Regions from separate parts of the Zea mays genome. Here region 2 is linked to region 1. Evidence: chromatin contacts called from public Hi-C data. All regions are on one chromosome and are shown on one strand. The core of a region is the stretch at or near the end of the contact, and the rest is flanking DNA. Distances in the headings are between cores, read along the strand shown.

Region 1 (6,882 bases), core at 3,709-6,208:
GGCGGCATGACGAAGGTCTATGCTTGCCGAAGGTGTTCGAAACTCAAAAAGTGGAAGTGAGTTCACCGGAGGTGGGCGCCAATGTTGAGGACTTGTTCTCAAATGCTAAGAGTTAAGAACAAGGCAACATAGAAAGTGTTAAACGTTAAAGTTCTTCGTCCTTCGAAGCATTATCTCCCTTCGGATATAATGAATTCCGGACGAAGGTTATGAAGGACATACCTTCATAAGCACAATAAATGATGAAGAAGGATTCATATACAAAATATGGAAAATAACGTAAACACTTTAAACATTATTATCAACTTATTTTTATTTGTGTTACTGTATCAACAATAACAAATTATAAATGTACCTTCGGCTCGAAGGAAAGCAAGGGTACAAACGTGACGCGAAAGCGAATGCCAAATCAGCGTGAACAGTACGGGAATACTGTTCACCTATTTATAGGCACGGGTCGCAGCCCATGCAAAATTACATCCAGGCCCTTTGCTTTTGACAATAACTCTATAGTAATCTATCTGGGTCTAGATAGTCTTTTCCTCTTTAAGTCGGTTTCCTCTTTTCTGCCATCATGCCGAAGCTCCCTTGCGCACAGCTTCGGCTCTGTTCCATCCTTCGTATTCTTTCCGTGCTTCTTCATACCGTGGGTTCTAGTTCGAAGATCCCTGTCCACACATTATACTCCAGAGACATTGTTAAATCATGTTTTTCAGGACCTTCGGAAGCCGAAGGCCCCCTACTATCAGTGGCTTTTACATATTTTGAAGGGGTAACTCATTTGTGTTGGCATATCGAGCAGAAATAAATGAATGTGTAGCACCAGAATCAAATAGTATTGCTGCAGGAATTGAATTAGTATAAAACATACCAATTGCGATGTCAGCTCCATCAGCGGTAGCATCAGCACTGACTTGATTAACCCTGGCATTGCTGAATCCCTTGCCAAAACCTGGAGTCTGGTGCTTGTTTTGGACGCGGGTACTAGCAATCCTCTATGGACAAACATTGGCATAATGCCCAACCTAACCACACTTGTAGCATGTGGTGCCTGCACTCTGTTCTGTGAATCTCGCCGGGGTGCCAGTGGGGGCAGCCTGACGAGTCTGTGGTGTCCCCTGCGGTGCAAACTGAGTTTGCGCTGACCTCCTCCAGTCGAGCCGGTGTACCCTAGGGGAGAACATAGCGAGGATGAATGCTACTGCTCCCCTGACCCTAGGTGATCGCCTTCCTCTTCATATCCCCCAGCTGAACACGCTTGTGTCCAATAGCTAGGGCCTTGTCAAACAGCCTCTAGAATGACGGAAAAATGTGAGCCACCAGTGCATACTGCAGTGGTCCACTCAGTCCTTCAATGAAGTGTTCCTACTTCCTTTCATCCTCAGCCACTTCATCTGGCGAATATCTTGATAGTTGAATAAATCTGTCGCGATACTCGCTGACTGATATGCTCCCTTGCTTCAGTGATAGAAATTCCTTCTTCTTTATCTTCATCAGTCCAGTAGGAATGTGGTAGTTTTTGAACTGTGTAGTGAACTCTGCCTAGGTAATAGTATCAACAGCATCATGGGCAGCGCTGTAAGAATCCCACCAATCAGCAGCAGGACCAGTAAGATGACTAGAAGCATAAAGAACCTTCTCCCGGTCAGAGCACTGAGCAATAATCAGCAGCTTCTCCACTGACTTTAGCCAATCATCAGCGTGCAGAGGATCTGGAGAGCTAGCGAACGTCGGTGGCTTGTGGCTCATGAACTCCCGGTGTTTGTCCCGGGGTGGAACTGGTGGTGGTGGAGGTATTGGTGCTTGCTGCTGTCGCACCATTCTTTCTTGACACATCTCCTCTCTCATCTCTTGTCTCTCCTGGCGCATCTCTTGACACTCCTGCGTCATCTGTGCCTACATATCCGTCATCGTATTCGCCATCTGTTGCAGCATCTGCATCTGAGCTGCAACCACTGGATCAGTCCCAACCGGTGGAGGATTCGGTGGATCCATTTATGCTTGTTGTTGTCTAAGCACCCTCCGGTTGAATGGGTTGGCAGGTAGATCAATTCCACCTCCTTACCTGGTATTGACCATCTGAGTTAGAAATACATGGTAACAAAGAATTATAGACAAGACGAGTAATTAAGAGACATGTTACTTTGGGGGGGGGGGTTTATTAACTAAGTAGATTAGTGTGTCACCTACTAAATCTATTACATTACCTTATGGTGGTACATGCTAAGATGACCGACTATACCATTTCAAGCAATCAAAGAAGCAAATCAGGCATTTATCATCAGAACAATCAACCAACATTTTAAATAGAGAAAATAATTTTAATTTTGTCTTAGGTCTCCTATCTCTTTAGAGGGTCATAAATGTAGGATTCCAAAGTGTGAAATCCTCCTTGTCTTAAAATAGAAAAGGTAAGAGTAATCAGAGTAGAATAGTAGAAGGTGAGACAGGATCAAGATAAGTATAGAAAGAATCAGAGTAAGGTAAGTAGGTAAGGGTTTTTTCCAGTTCTATCTAGGTTTTGTCCTACAGTCAACATTCCTTTGATACCACTTCTGTCACACCCAGATTTAAGGGATAAAGTTGGGTGCGTCTCATATGTGCGCCAAAGAAGAACATCACATATAATGACAAAGTGTATAGAGATAAATGTCATAAATAACATAAATGTCATTATTACATAGCGGAAGTCTTACAAAAAAATAAATGATAATAATAAAGTGAGCTAAGTATTATTCCTTGGCGCCACAAAGCTGACTGGGAGACACCACCTAGATCAACTCATACTCCTCATTGTATAGCTCCTCCTGGACCACCTGTTCTTCTCCTGTGGGGGTTTATATATCGCAAGGGTGAGCTCACAAAAGATCATAGCTCAACAAGTTGTGGGGAATAATGTGCATGAACGCACAAAGGTGGGAGTTCATGTGAAGTGCAAGGCTGATCAATAATAGGGGTTAAAGCTGAGCATTGCTTTTAATAAGTTGGTCAAATTTTATTTGCAGTTACTAAATGTAAGTAAATACCAAACTATAATAATAATAGATCAAAAATAATAATAAATCCCAATGTGATGCAAATGACAAATTGAATTTAATAACATAATTTAATCATGCGAGAGTCCTGAGCTGCTCATGACCGCGAGCACGGCTAGTATACCAGTTTTACACTCTGCAGAGGTTGTACCTTGTACCCACAAGTCGTGTATCCCATGTCACCAGGGTTAGCCAGACCCTTAGATACTACCGAGGTGAATGGCTAGGGATCCACTATGAGGCCTTTACAATGTTCCACTAGCTTCAGAAAACCTGCTACAGTTTCTAGGAAGAGCAATGCAGGAATCCCCCGTCTGACCGCCATCGCAGCAAAATCAATCCGGGAACCTCCCTACACGCCTACTGCCCTACTGCCCTTACCCCTATCGGGTAAGGTAGTCCTCCACTAGCTTTCCTAGTTAGTCAGCCAAGGGTGTCCCATTCCACCCTTGTGGTGGCACATATTTCTCAAGTTAAGCTCGATGTTCCAATTAACATAGTAGTCTTATCATGAACAGAAATAGGATAATAATAAAGAATAATCATGTGTAATAGTTATCTCAACACCCAAAACCATGTATAGCAATAGCAAATTCTTACCCAAAAATTCAGGGATAAACAAGGTGAAAAGATAACCAGACTAAGGTGACCTATTGGATCTCATCAAAATTAAGCCTATGCATGAATAAATTATTATAAAGAACATTATTGGATAAGTAAAAGTTGTCAAGGGCACAACTTTCCTTCAATGAGCTCCTCCTCAGCAACTTCTACATGCTGAACAACAGGATCCTCGGCCACTGGCTCTTCTACACGCCACAATACAAACAAACATGGTACAAGGATAAATTAACATCACACCAAACATGAATACATAATACATAATAATAATCTACATGTTGTAACGAGATCGTAGGAAAAAGAATCACTAAATTAGGAGTTACAGTTATTTAGTTATGAATTTCTAAAGTTATTAAGTGCCTAGTGTGGAATAACTTAAGTGAATAATTTTAATCTGATTTTCATGGCTAAATAGAGTTACTAGGTGATTAACAATATTAAAACAAAATTAATGCCACTGGAATGGATCAATTTGGAGTTGGAATGAATTTAATACGAATTATACAAGTTTCTAGAATTATTTTTGTATTAAAAATCGATTTCTATAATTATTATCTAATTCCTCTGGTCTCTGAACTGCGCACCAAAAACAGAGAAGTCCAAGGGCTATCGCGAAAGAATCCCAAGACTCATCTACACCCGGGGATGGACTGCGGGTTGTTTTCTGATAACTTCAGGGGTTCTTTTGCAAGAAATGCACGACCAAAGGGTATCGGACTATCTGGACCACGTGATCTGTTTTGGACAATCGCGATTAGATCTATATCGTGCTGAACCAGTACGCAACGATCGTCATTTGATCCTAGTCCAACGCTTCGGATTTAACTACCCACATATCAACTCTTGTCCGCCAGATTTGAATCGGACGACACACGCCGCATCTGATGGAAACGTTATTCCTCGTCTAATCTGGGTTGTAGATCTTACGATTGACGATCCTGCCGCATCTCCTGCCTCGTCGCACAACAACGGCTGTGGCTGTGGCTGTGGCCGCATCACCTGACAACTCTGCACTCTCGATTCTCTCTTGATTCGGCTGTGGCTGCATGATAGGAGGTCGCAGTTATGGAGGAGGGGTCGCCCGGGGGCCCGGATGCGTCATATAGGGGGGTAGCACCCGAGATTACGCAATGGCGCGCATGCCCGTGCCATGCCCCCACCATTGTCGGCGAGGTGGTTGGGCGGTTAGTGCGAGCTGGGTTTGCAGCACGGGAGTGAGACTGACGAAACGACCCTAGCCCACAGTGAGATGAGTGCGCCCAAGCCCAAGCTGCGGCTGACCCGTGGGTCCCACACCGTGGAGACCGGAGGTGCTCGGAGTGCACGGAGACCGACACCCAGGACCCACACGTCGGCACCATCTCCCGCACTAGGCCGCGCGCGTTGCGACGTCTTCCTGGGTCGAAAGTGGTACCGCGGCCCAACCTAGGTCTCCTCTCCTTTCTCTTTTTCTTTTAGAATTCCTGATTTCTTTTCCTTTTCATTTTCTTGATTTCGAATTTAAATTTGAATTTTGTCATGAGCCTCACATTTGAGCTAAGTATCCAAGTTTAAATCCTAGTGTAAGAAGGATATATTTATCTACTTATTTTTATTTGTATAGTATTTTCTTTTGCCTCTTTTCCTTGTTATTTCCCATTCTTAAATATTCAAAATAGGTGTTAGATCCTCAATTTGGTACATTAATTTATCTCCATTAATGGGATTACTATTTTTACCAAATACACATACAAACAAAAGCCAACATGATGCATAAATTAGTAATGTGTCATTTGTTAATTATTTTCTTTTAAATATGGTGTTCACATGTGTTAAGGAGTGGAAGCCAAAACTTAAATAGATCAATCACTATTTTCATTACTTACAATTTGGGTATTACAAAATCCAACTACACCCCCAGGTTCATCTAATTATTTAGCTAAGGGTGTCCCATTCCACCCTCATGGTTGCTGTTATCCCGGGTGGTCACTCAACGAACAGGTCCTTATGGAGAGGTACTCAGGAAAATGGCCTGAGTCCCCTAAAATATCACAAGATCATCATCAGGATAACATCATCATATCATAAATATTTACATCATGTTCATTGATTAAGTTAAAGCAATAGCATAAAGCTAACCATGATAACCCAAAAGGTAAGCAAGGACAAGATAAATATAGACTAGTCAATCCTTAGGTTTCAATAATGTAGTGTGGGACAATGAATTATAAAATAAGTAGGACATAGTAGGTCAGAGGACACTTGCCTTCACCAGGTTATTGCTCAGGAAGATCTTCGGCAACACACTCAGGAACCACGAGTTGCTCGTCGTCTAAATAAAGCGATCATACATTCAATACATTTGGAAAATGACAAATGAACAACACACCAAACATGTGCAAACAATGGAACACATCTCAAAAGGAAAAGTATAAACTCAAAAGGGAGTTTAAGATATAAGGTGAACTAATCACATTCTGTAGTTTGTTATTCTCTAAGTGGTGTCTATCTCCGTGATTACATAATCTGATTCTACTCATTTTAATGAGACATAAAAGTTAAACCTGGGATAAATTCATATACTACATAGTATTAATCTCACAAGATTAAATATCCATTTACCACTAGGGTTTTCCTTTTTATTTATCTTATTAAACAAATAAAATATCACATAAACTAACCTATAGCCTAGGCATAAAATTAGAATGCACAGACATAGGATGAATATAATTTATTTGAACAGAGAATATTCTTATGAACATTTTGCAATTTGAATCACTAAATTTGGAGTTCATATGAAAAGATATGAAATAAACAAGTTTTGAAGTTTGAAATACAAAATTAGGTCCAAATCTGTGATTATTTAAAAGGTCGGGGGTCTATTTATAAGAATCCAGGGGCATGCGCGCAAAACCCAAGGACGATGTGTTGATTCTCGGAAAACCGAGGGTCTCTTTAGCAAATTTACACGCGAAGAGGTATCGGGAAACCTCGACCGCTCGATCACAAACGAACGACAGAGATCGGACCCGCGGACGAGCGCGCGCGCGGATGGGCGAGTGCGGCTGAAAGGTGGGGCAGGGAAGTGTTGAGGCACTAACGCGCTGGGCCCACGGGTCAGCAGTGTGCTGAGAGCGTGGGACACTCTGGCCGCAAGATCACCGATCAACGGTTCTAGCTCCATGGACCACATGAACCGTTATCCGCGCATCTGGCCCATCCAATCAAGAGTGGACGGTTCGGATCA
Region 2 (7,103 bases), core at 1,864-4,363, 180 kb before region 1:
TGATTACTTATTATAACTCAAAAGGTCAAAAGGAACAGGATAGATAACTACTGTTAATTTTTCTACTTTTCGATCCTATTCCATATTCCACACATGTTTCATAAGATTAATTAATCTATATCTATATCACTAAAAGAGTGAAACTGAATTCCTAAAAGAGTGCTTCCAAATTATGAAACTGAATTCTTAAAATAGTGCTTCCAAGAGAAATGCATCTGTTCCTAAATATCATCCCTCTATTCCTCTCTTTCTAAAACAGGCCAATGTAGCCTCGGTTGGGCCTTGGTGGATGCCAAGGCCGATGCCTGTACTGGCACCCTATGAAGGCGTCCACAACACTGCACCACCGTAATAATAACGATTCTATATTTTGTTCATCCTAATACTAAAAAAATATAACACAGAAGCAAACATAGTGCTATTTTATGCTTTCCTAATATTACGTACTCCCTCCATCCCAAAATATAATTAATTTTAGGTTAAATATATATTCATTAATTAATCTATGAATGTAGTATGTATATATGTCTATATACATTATTATTATTTGAATGTGGACGAAAAAAAAGAGGGCTAAAAAGAATATATTTTGGGACGGAGGGAGTAGATCCTATCTTTATGCAACTAAATTAAGTCAGTTTTGGCAATTTAGTTAGTGCGATACAGTTGGCATGCATAAACATACTGAAATAAAGACGTACCACTTACATGAGAAACATCACATTGGTAAGCTCTGGGACGATTGTAGATGCCAAACTAATCATTCTTGAACCAAAATTGGATCACCACAAGTTGTGTCTTCGTTGCACTCTTTTTGTGCTTCCGAAATAGTAAGTTGCACCATTTGTTGCATTTCAATCGACTGATGGAGCACCACATCGTTGGAGACAAATGTCTGAACTGTTCCACCTACCTCTATCCAACTACAACCAGGAACCTTGCTGCCACACCTATGTCTCATCACACTTCTTACTTCTGCAAGCTCGTTCCAAGCTCCTGCAGCAGCAAATGCGTTAGACATAAGCAGATAATTTACTGCCTCACTTGGTTCCAGGCATAAAAGCCTATCGGCAGCCCACTTTGCCAACTCAATTTTGCCCCGCAGCTTACAGGCACCAAGGAAAGCTCCAACGATATCAGCATTGTTCTCGCAAGAAAGCTTGATAACAATGTTGTAAGCATCTTGAATCCTACCAGCTCTCCCCAAGAGATCAACCAGACAAGCAAGGTGCTGTGAATTTGGATCGATGTTGTAGCCCCTCGCCATCATAAGGAAATAGTGCAGGCCTTCTTCAACGAGCCCGGCATGGCTGCAGGCAGAAAGAACCCCAAGGAAGGCGACGCTGTCAGGCTGTACGCCTTGTTGGAGCATTCTCTCAAACACATGAACTGCATCCTTGCATAGTCCAAGGTACGCCAAAGACGAAACCATACAGGACCACGTAACTACATCTGGGTCGCAGATCATAGCAAACATTTGCCCCGCCTCTCGAGCAAAACCGGTCTTGCCGTACGCTGTGATAACAGCATTGGCCACCTGCAGAAACCTGTGAAACCCCCTCTTTATGGCATAAGCATGAACCTGAGTAGCCTCGTTTGCTGCCGCCACGCTGGCGCACGAGCTTAGCACACTGGCAAGCGTGAGCTCATCCGGGCAGCAGCTCCCGTCTCTCAGCATCCACCGGAACAGCTCAACAGCGTCCTTGCCTCCACCAACCCGACCATAGCAGACTACGATCGCGTTCCATGAGACGACGTTCCTGACCGCCATAGCGTCGAACACCCAGCGCGCCTCGTCAACCCGGCCGCACTTGGCGTACATGTCGAGCAGCGCGGTGGCAACCACCACGTCTGCGAGGAGACCCAGCCTGAGCACGAGGCTGTGCGCCAGGGCTCCCATCCTGAGCAGCAGCCCGTCATCGACGGCGCCGGCGGTTGGGTGGCGGCCACGGCGCGGCGGCGGACGGAGCAGGGCGCTGAAGGTGAACCCGTCGGGGGCGATCCCGGAGCGCCGCGCGGCGGCAAAGAGCGCCCAGGCCTCGCGCGCGAGACCGTGGGAGGCATAGCAGGAGACCATGGCGTTGTAGAGGACCAGGTCCCTGCGCGGCGCTTCGTCGAACACGCGGCGTGCGTGCGCGACGAGGCCCCACCGCGCGTACGCCACGGCCAGCGCGGTCGCCACGCGAGCCTCCGAGGCGCGCCCGGACTTGAGCGCCAGCGGGTGGAGCGTCTGTGCTGCGCGAGCGCCGCCGGAGACGGAGATGGAGCTGGCGCGGAGTAACAGGGCAACGAGATCGTGCCGCATCTCATTCCAGAGCTGACAGGGAAGCGGGAGATGGCCTCATCGGTCATCTCCACTGCCCCCTGCTGCAGGACAAAGACGTGGAGCCGCCCGAGCTGGCGAGCGAGGCCAGAACGGCGTGCAGACGAGAGCAATGCGCTCCATTCTATCATCACACAGCGCCCAAGCCGCCGATCAACATGATAATCGACAGGTGACGAGGGGCCTTTTTATGCTGGGTGCAGAATCTCTAACTTCAGCGGCACCCTACAATCGTAGAGGTTATCCCTTAAATTTGAAGGTAGGTCCTTCTGTTTCTAAATAAAGTGTTCTCTTTTTTTTCGTCTAATTTTTTTATACACTAAGCTTCGAATTGAACACAGAATTAACATGTATGTACTATTTTAGACCATTACAAAATACATATGTAAAAATCTATTTTTTTATACACTAAGCTTCGAATTGAACACAGAATTAACATGTACTACTTTAGACCATGACAAAATACATATGTAAAAAATTTAATTCAAAATACATTAGAGATATGATGCAAAGTTTAGAACCTAGAAAAATGAAATGTGACAAACCATACACCACTAGAGTTTTTTTAGAAAAAAATGAAAATTTTTGCAGTTTTCAAACTAGAATCAAAACGAATTACAAAACGCTTAGAACCAAAAACGAAAATATTTGTGTTTTGTTTTGAAGTCGGGATCAGACGGTAAATCATTGGGGTGCCTGTTGTCGTAACAGGCGTAGTTGGGGCAGACACCCCTCTCGCATAGCAGTTGCGAGATCATACCGCTCATCATGTCCCTTTAACTGCCTGAAGGATCATGGTTTGTGCCTGTGGCATTCCGGACCTCTATAATGCAGCCGTTGGTGTGCACCCTACTGCGTTCCGTCGATGTGGTACTAAAATGCTCGCCTCCCACTGTGGTGATACTACTAGCAGGCAGCAGCCGCGCAGCCTGGTAGTGCGAATTGTACGCGAGCTCGCCGCTGGGCCATGGACCGACCAGGCCTATTTAAATGGGCCGAGAATTGTACTCAGTCACATTCCCGTCCGTCAGTTTCGCATGGCGCAAGCGAGAAAAGGAATCTTCATCTCCCTCACGAGTCACGAGTTACTACCGTATGGACCAAAGCTTGTTTGCAACCTCGCATCTCCCTGAATTTCTCTGCTTAATACGTGTGTTGGTCAGTAGGCACATCTTTCTGTGTCCAAATAACAATTTAACTGATGCAATCCATACCAAGGGCACTGTTTGCTTCAGAGTAGGAAGTTGTTAGGCTACATGGTAAGCCTGCTAATGACAAAAAAAAACACCGTTTTGCATCGTTTTATATTGTCTGTTTATATAGTGTAGTTTGAATATAGGTATAGGTAAGCTGTTGGAGATGGTTTAAGGGAGGTGTTTGGTTTGATGAATCACTTAATCCAAGATGAAGTTGTTCATCATAAGTCTATTCCTCAAATTTAGTGGTATGACATTATTTCTCGTGTTAGTACTAACTATTATGAATGAGATGATGATGGATCAATCAATTCTATTCCACGAACCAAACAAAAAATAAGTAGTGAAAAGATGATGAACTAACTTATTCCTCAAACTAAACATCTTATAAATATTTACAAGATACCTTTGCAATTACTTCTCTCCTACTTTCACTGCACAATATACAATTACTATCGTCACCCTTTCCAAATAGATGAAGCGTTCTAATTGTCGGTGTAGCTACCTCACTAGTTGGATTTTGAATGATACTAGAACATAAGACGTGCTTACGGGGGCCCTATCAGAACACGAAAAATTCAGACATGTTTTGTAATAATGCAAACAAATATCACTAAAAATGGTAACGATCTTTTGTACAACATATTTGCGATGAACAACAGCTAGGCTTAAAAGGCGAATCATCCTCAATTATCATTCAGCTCCGATGCCCATTTGCGGTCTACTTCACAGTACAACACATGTTCTGTTTGTAATGGGCTTTTTTTTATATACAGCTGTGACAACCTATTTTTGATGATAGGTAATTGCTTGTGAAAATGAACCACCAGCTCACGCATAATATTAGTTAATACTCCCTACGTCTACAATGTTAGTCATTCTAGGAGTCAAACATTTTAACTTTGAACATATTTTTATAAGAAAATTTTAATAATTATAATACATAATTAGTTTTATTAGCTAGATCTTTGAATTTATTTTTATTGTAAAATTATTCGAAGATATAAATGTTGCTAATATATTCTATAAATCTAGTCATAGTGTGACCGGCACGAATACTGTAATACCCTTGTGGATAACTGTGGGGGACAGATATCCCCGGATCCACTAGGAAGCGAAAGACCCTTGCATGGGGCCACAGACCAGTTAACCCGCAAGGTCGTCTCGTCGTGGACCGGACAAAGACGCAAGAGAAATGGACCGACCCAAGAAGGCAACGGGCCCGTGCCCGGATCGTCCGTGGATTACGTACAATCTCAAGGAACCGTCTGTTTTTCCCGCGCTCGGCGTCCTCGAACGTCGGGGATAGATCGGGACGGAGTCGGCGGGTTTTCATTAAGATAAGCTAAGTTAGTGTCACACTCGGGTTTCAGGACATCAAGACTCGGTCGCGAACATATTCACAAGGTGTGCTGGGACCAAGTCTCACACATACGATGAATCATGGTGCAGGAACGAATGTCACATCTTTACTATATAATAGGAGTTATGTACAAAATAAATAAATATTTAAATTATATGAAGACAACGATCCAGTAACCCAAAGTTGACTGGGAGACGATGGCCTATACCTCTCACGAACACATCGCAGCATCCTCCATGCGCCTCATCCTGTGGTACCTGTTCTTGACCTATGGGGGTGTGAGACGGCAAGGGTGGGCTCACATATGTTCATCGCTCAACAAGTTGTGGGGGAATAATGTGCATGAACTCACCAAATGTGGGAGTTCATGTGAAGTGTAAGGCTGGTCAATAATAGGGGTTAAAGCTGAGCATTGCTTTTAATAAGTTGGTCAAATTTTATTAGCGGTTACTAAATGTAAGTAAATATCAAATCATAGTAATAATAGAACAAAATTAATAATAAATCTCATACAATGCAAATGACAAATTGAGTTTAGTTCCATTATTTAATCATGCGAGAGTCCTGAGCTGCTCATGACCGCGAGCACGGCTAGTATACCAGTTTTACACTCTGCAGAGGTGGTACCCTTTACCCACAAGTCGTGTATCCCATGTCGCCAGGGTTTGCAAGGCCCTTAGACACTTCCAATGTGAATGGCTAGGGATCCACTACGAGGCATTTACAAAGTTCCACTAGCTTCCGAAAACCCGCTACAGTTTCTAGGAAGAGCAATGTAGGAATCCCTCGTCTGACCACCATCACAATAAAATCAACCCGAGAACCTCCCTACACGCCTACTCTCCTATTGCCCTAGCCCCTTTCGGGTAAGGTAGTCACCTCCGGCGCCAAGATGACGAACTGGTCACTGTTGTCGATCCTCCATTGTGTCACCTCCGGCGCCAAGATGACGCCACAATCCTCGATATAGTAGTCATCGAACGCACGCGACATGACAAGTACCGATGACTCTTGGTTGGGCTGCCAAACGAAGTGCACCCTGGGCTTATCAGCGAGGTATTACCCCTGCCCGTTGCACCACCGGATGCGCTATTCCACTACATACATCATGTTCGAGGACACTCACACAATGTCAGCAACATCCATCGTCCCAACGCACGAAAATTCATGTCCGGTCAGTACCGACTTACGTGGCAGGTTGGGCTTCAGGTGGACGATGAGCTGGACGGCGTGATGGCGTCGTCGTCGGATGCGGTGTCCAGAACAACCCGAGAGTCGTCGACGTTGGCGACAACCATGAGGCCCCCTGTTTAACGATGGACAGCGCGGTGCAGCTGCTCTAGACCGCGTCCAAGCGGTGGCTTCGCGGGAGCTTGTCATACACAGCAGCGCATGCGACCACGTAAGACTGCTTTTAAAGGTCGAACTGATAGTCGCCAAGCTTCTTCTCGTCATCGATGAGCGACGACAACGCGAGTGCCTCCTGCTCATGGAGTTTGTTCGGGGTTTGAAGTAGGAAACATGAATTCATGCTTGGCGTTGGTTTATGAAAATGACTCACAAGTCTGATCCATGGAAAAAAATATTACGAAGAAAAAATTTCACACATGCAAAAAAAGGAATTTAAGTATAATGCATTATTCAAACAAAAGAAATAGCATGCAAAACTCTTCTTTAAATAATATTACCTCCATCCAAAAATATAATTCAAGAATATCAGTGATACTTATCTACTACTACACATTGTGCAATGGTAGCAAGTGAGCTTGGAGAGAGATGTAGTAGATGTGTTTCCTGTCATAGATGTAGACATAAACACATATAGGTGGGTGCCCGTGCGTTGCAACGGAAACATTTAATATCATGATAACTTATGAACAAATGTGTGTTATACTGTTATGTGAAAATGTTTCGTAATTAATTTGTGATCCTAGCCATACATAAATTTTGTTATTTCAATCTAACTATTTCATCACTACATTGCAACCAACAGTACCATGCAGACTTCTATACATGATAGTTGAAGTTGCAACAGGAATATATAATACCAATATACTACGATAACTTATATACAAAATATGTGTTATACCGTTATGAGAAAATGTTTCATAATCAATTTGTGATTCTGGCCATACATAAAATTTGTTATGTATAATCTATCTGTTTCACCACTACATTGCAACCATCAGTATCATGCAGACTTTGATATATATCACGATTT

What was found. A called contact is a pair of places that touch in the nucleus more often than the background predicts.
Region 2: a Hi-C map of ear shows a contact between it and region 1, with 2.0 times the contacts expected there. The contact joins the promoter of LOC103629159 here to the enhancer-like site in region 1. A contact is called at or near these places in 5 of 25 Hi-C or Micro-C datasets (bundle sheath, ear, endosperm and 1 more).

Annotation. Positions count from the first base shown.
Region 1 is chr6:30,840,482-30,847,363 of Zm-B73-REFERENCE-NAM-5.0, reverse strand. No RefSeq gene overlaps it. Among protein-coding and RNA genes, the nearest start is that of LOC103630929, 32 kb to the right of the region's middle. Within about 2 kb of position 4,958, at least 16 of the 20 cell types and tissues checked have an H3K27ac peak or open chromatin away from gene starts, as enhancers often do. A contact at or near this core is called in bundle sheath, ear and leaf, where this site is marked.
Region 2 is chr6:31,013,477-31,020,579 of Zm-B73-REFERENCE-NAM-5.0, reverse strand. It overlaps LOC103629159 (pentatricopeptide repeat-containing protein At2g46050, mitochondrial), which reads right to left and starts at 3,113. Exons shown (of 2, transcript XM_008650335.2): 1 at 702-3,113. The coding sequence starts at 2,305. The coding sequence ends at 761. It overlaps LOC111589609 (small nucleolar RNA Z279/snoR105/snoR108), which reads right to left and starts at 3,098; the gene lies at 2,992-3,098.